Linked DNA regions of Danio rerio: region 2 is linked to region 1. Evidence: chromatin contacts called from public HiChIP or PLAC-seq data. All regions are on one chromosome and are shown on one strand. Each heading gives the region's core, a stretch centred on a gene start, on an enhancer-like site or on the middle of the called end of the contact. The rest is flanking DNA. Distances are from core to core; before and after follow the strand shown. Region 1 holds the start of eif4ebp2 (eukaryotic translation initiation factor 4E binding protein 2). Region 2 holds the start of wu:fj13e08.

Region 1 (2,676 bases), core at 116-2,615:
TTTTAATGGTATTAATTTGTTATTTATTTGATATGATGTGATCACAGATGTTATTATTGAATTTTGAAAAATGTAAAAAATTCTTAAACTGACAGTTAAGTTTATAAAAAACAATCCCTATCAAGTAAAATAAGAACAGAAATTAATATAAAATAATTTTAATTATGTTAAAAAAACTAAATCTTGCAGAAAAAAAGCAAGCAAAAGTCCTCTTATATCACACAATGTGTTTTTTCAATATTGTGAAATAAACAAGGTTACGAGGTTAAACTGAGTTCAGTAATCTATACGAAGTCCAGACTAAATCAACGTATTTATTTAACATTATTTATGTGATATGATCACAAATGTGATTATTGAATTTTGAAAAATCTGAATAATTTTTACTGAGATAACAAACAATTTGCATTCACAATCCTCCCATCCTCAATAACATGAATACTACTACTACTACTACTACTACTACTAATAATAATAATAACAATAATACAGCATTCATGTATTCATTCATTTTCTTTTCAGATTTACCCTATAAATCTGGGGTCGCCACAACGGAATGAACCGCCGATTTATCCAGCATATGTGTTACGCAGCAGATGCCCTTCCAGCTGCAACCCATCTCTGGAAAAAAATAAATAAATAAATAAAATAATAAAAAAAAAAAAAAAAAAAAAAATATATATATATATATATATATATATATATATATATATATATATATATATATATATATATATATATATATATATATATATATATATAAATAAACAAATAAATAACAAATAAAATAAATGATACAGAAAAATACAAAACAGGGGAGTTGAAGTTCTCACAATATGCAACCAAAATCCTCAAATGATGAACATAAATATCTTTCTTGTTGGCTTTTCATCTCTTTTAATGTCTTTAAATATATATATCAGATTCTCCTTTAAACACCCATAGTCTTGGGGAAATTAAAAAAATATATAAAAATTTATGAATATAAAATTGCAATAATATCAACAAATTCATTATCTATCTTTTTATCTTTAAGCATTACGTTAAACTTAATAATTTCCTATGAGAAGATAAGTCTTGCAGATGTTTTCTGATGTATCCAAACCCAAACTAATTTTTGTCCCAAAATGTTTGTACCAATTTACATCGGAAAAACAAGTGTATAATTTTTTTAATGTCTAGGTTACAAAACTAGCATACATTTGAGTCAACAATATTTAATTTTATCCTTATAAGTTATTTTGCAGTAAAAACTCATTGACTGGTATCAAAAATGTTGAGTAAAACAAATTGTGGGCGTTGAATCGACGTAATTCTTCCCTGACGTCATATCCTCCGAGCGCTCTTCGCTTCCTGCCTGGCGGAGGGAGGGGTCGGTGCTGACGGCTGGGAGGACGAGCTGAACGTGAAGAAAGCCCTGGGAAAGCGATAAGAAACGAGGGGAAAGGGCCCGAGGTTTTTACCTTCCATCGGGGAAAACTTATCGCTCGACTCTGATTAGCACCCGAAGCAAGTGCAATGTCGTCCAGTCGTCAGCTTAGTGAGAGCAGGGCCATCCCGACCAGGACGGTGCTGATCAACGACTCAACGCAGCTACCTCACGACTATTGCACCACTCCTGGAGGCACTTTATTCTCCACCACCCCGGGAGGTAATAAAGCGAGACGAGCCCTTAAATATGCAGCTGTTTGCAGGGAGATCGTGTAATAATGGTTGGCCTGTGTTGGCCAGGAAGCCGTAACCACATAAAACGGCTGTGTCTTAAAACCTAGTGTTCCACCTGCCTAGATAGCATTATAGGGTTCTCGCTGTAACCTTCGTTTAGTTTGCATGTAAACAGTGTAATGATGGTCAAAAACGCTAAGACTTTTAAAACGGACATGGTTTAAATATGTATACTAGGTAGGCAGCGTACTAGGTTTTTGAGACACAGCCATGTAGTTCAAAACAAAAACAGCGCCGCCTGTGCGTCGATATGATCAACATGATTGGTCCGCAGTGACTGATTGACAGAACAGGACAGAACAAAGGAATGTAGGACATTAAACGCACATAAGGATATGTATAGTAATAATGAAATATACTATATCAATTGTCATCTTAATTGATATATAGATCAACAATATGTTTGCATATATTTGTGCCTATTTGTGTATGCATGCATATGTATGCATGTAGGATGTTCTGTGTATGTATGTAGGATTTCTGCAGGATCTAAAAAGTCTTGGTTCACCATTTAAGGATTTGAAATGGATTCAAATTTAGGCATGAACTCTTGCAAGTAGGCATGGGACAATAATGGTTTTCAAGGTATATCACAGTTTGGAAAAGTCAAGGTTTTAAAACCGCCAAAACATTTTTTTGTTACACCTTCCCTACAGTATATGCAATAATTTTTTCAAAGTTTTTGTTGCTGTTGTTGTTTTTAGGACAACAGTTTCTCCAGCAGATAAGAGATTGAAAGATATGGTTTTAAATTGTAAAGAAATCTGTGTTTTTGACACTAATAAACACAGCAGGAGTCAATGATTCATTTGAATTATTTAACCTGACATGTTCCAAAATATTTCAAATGTTTTGCATAATAAAATATATTGGCTGCGTGCAAAATCACAGACTACTCATTAGGTACTGCATTTAAATAAAAGTTTACTACTCAATCAATAGAATAGTATG
Region 2 (2,676 bases), core at 82-2,581, 490 kb after region 1:
AACCTGTAACTGTAGCCATATCTGTAAGCTTTACCACACACAGAGCACTGGAAGGGTCTCTCCTTTGAGTGGGTCAGTTTATGTTTGTTAAGAATGTAAATGCGTTTAAAGCCCTTCCCGCACTCCGAGCATATATAAGGTCTTTCTCCAGTGTGATCTCTCTGGTGCACCTTTAAGTCATAGGTGTCGAAAAACCTCTTGTCACACTGGTCACATGTGATTGGCCGGTCACCGGCGTGTCTACGCAAGTGGATTTTCAAATAAGACGGCTTGGCAAACTTCATCCCGCAATGCTCACAAGCATATGGTTTCTGTCTCCTGTGGATTTTCCTGTGATCCGTGAGCAGATCAGACCGCTGAAATCCTTTTCCACAGGTTTCACACATAAACCGCTCTTCTTTGCAGGACGTTTTGCCGGAACCTGGTTTCTTTGGATTTTGTGTGGTGTTTTCTTGTATTATCACATAAGTGATTTCTTCACCCGACACATCAGAATTCATTTTAGTTGGAATAATTTGATTGGTTGTTTTACACTGCTCTGTGGAACATCTCATTGAATGGCTTGGTGCATCACTTCCTTTTCGTTTTCTTGTCGTTTTCTGCTTGCCAGTGCATTTCTTGCTTAAATCAGCTTTGTTCGTTTTGATTTCAGAGTCTTCCTCCATTTCAACTGGAGGTATTAGGCCTGTTGGTAAGATTTGCATGCCAAAATCCACATTTTCCTCTTTAATAACTCCAGGAGAATGAGGAAACATTTCTGGTTCGTTAAAGTCAAGAGATGAAGAATCTTGATCAGGTTCCAGTTTGACTTCTATCTCTGGCTCCATGGAGTTGGTTTGCGATGTGAATGTACTATTGTTTTCACTTTTTAAGCATCCTGTCATCATAAGTTGCAGTGAGGCTGCTTTTGGAGATGGCAAACCTTGCTCCATTATAACCAAGTCTTCGACTTTTGATGGCCAAAGCTCTAATTCAGCTGTAGAAGCTCTTCATGACCCATTTCCATGGTTCCACCAGTGCTAAGACAGAAAAGGCAGATATTATATATATATATATATATTAAAAAGGTACTAGTGAGCAGTACTCATAATGACATGTCTTTAGTCACTTAACGTTACTTAAAACTATAATATCCATCAAACGCGTCCGTGCTAAATAAACACTTCACGACCAAAAATGACCTTCTTACATTTAGTTTAAGATTGTTTAATAGATAAGTAATAAATATACGCTGCACTTGCAGGCTTATGACAGTCCACTCACCGTTCACTTGAAATCTGAAAAGAACTTGTGATGTTGTCTTGCTAAAAGATGAAGAGAGGTTTCCATCGTGACGTGATTCTTCTTCGGTGGCTTTTGTAACAAAGAAGCAGTGACTTTTGGGCACACCGCCCTCTACTGCGCGGGATGGAGAACAATAATAAGTAGGCATACGTTTTATACCTATACCGTTTAAGCTATGATAAATATGTTTTGTGTGGGTTAAAATATCCATATTATAAAGTAATTATAATATATGTACAGTGGTTTATGCAAACTACAAAGCAAATGCAGAAAAATTGTTCATTCGTTCATTAATTTTCTTTTCGGCATAGTCCCTTGAATATTCTGGAGTCGCCACAGCGGAATGAACTGCCAACTTATTCAGCATATGTTTTATGCAGCGTATGCCCTTCCAGCTGCAACCTATCACTGGGTAACATCTATGAAAAATTGTTACATTACTTAATTTTTAAATAAATATAATTGTACTTTGTGTACAGTGGTCCATATTTCATGGAATTTTAAATACAAGGCAATAAATATATAATAGTCAAGAACAGTTTTTACTTCCAGTTTTCCTGTTAGGCATGCTGTCCCATGCCCATGGTTCTCTCTCTAGTTTCCAGAGCGAGGGGGGAATTAAAGCTCAGGTAGGTCTCAAGAACTCCCCAGCTTATTTATGGTTAATGACAAATTAGGGATTGCTATATGGAGATATACTGCTGATTAAGAGTTTGTCTATGGTACTAATTTGATTTGATCATTTCACCTATGTCACATGGGGAGAACATGTAAACTCTAGGGACTTGAACCAGTGACATTCTTGATGTGAGGCAACAGTACTAACCACTGGACCGCCATGTCACCCTATCAGGAAAAAAGGAGAAGTAGGGGTGGAAGGGGGGATTCTTCAAGAAAATGACTGAAGTAAGAAACTTTGTTATTTATAGTGAGCTATGAATCATTTGATTGGTGGATAATGCAGTAGCTAATGCAGGACCAGCTGTGGTCAATCATAAACACAATCCTCTTGAAACTAGTTTCACTTTAAAAAATTCACTTAAATCTATTACTTATTTTACTCATGATAAATAACAATGCAAAGCTGCATACACTAAAATGTGACCGTACATTCGTTCTGCACAATAGTTTGTGCCATTAAATATACAAATAAAAACTATTTGAATGTCTGTTTAACATTTACAGTTTAATTCTGGTTACAATCAATTTTCAATTATTTATAACCCAAACACTATCTTCTATTATTATGTATGAATATATTGCAGTAAGTTTAAATATTTATGATAAACAATTATATTGTACTGATTACGTTTTTAACACAAGACAATTGAGAAAATTTAAACAAACACACAAAAAGTATTATGAGAAAATATGTTTAATATATATAAATTA

What was found. HiChIP or PLAC-seq counts read pairs in DNA pulled down with a chosen protein or histone mark.
Region 2: an H3K4me3 HiChIP or PLAC-seq map of embryo shows a contact between it and region 1, with 2.9 times the contacts expected there. The contact joins the promoter of wu:fj13e08 here to the promoter of eif4ebp2 in region 1. A contact is called at or near these places in 1 of 18 Hi-C or Micro-C datasets (an unstated tissue) and 1 of 4 datasets of contacts at active chromatin or transcription factors (embryo).

Annotation. Positions count from the first base shown.
Region 1 is chr13:33,555,464-33,558,139 of GRCz12tu, forward strand. It overlaps eif4ebp2 (eukaryotic translation initiation factor 4E binding protein 2), which reads left to right and starts at 1,366. Exons shown (of 3, transcript NM_212803.1): 1 at 1,366-1,651. The coding sequence starts at 1,519.
Region 2 is chr13:34,047,454-34,050,129 of GRCz12tu, forward strand. wu:fj13e08 reads right to left here and starts at 1,332. Exons shown (of 2, transcript XM_002664185.7): 1 at 1,264-1,332; 2 at 1-1,019. The coding sequence starts at 932. paox (polyamine oxidase) reads right to left here. Exons shown (of 7, transcript NM_001328052.1): 7 at 2,642-2,676.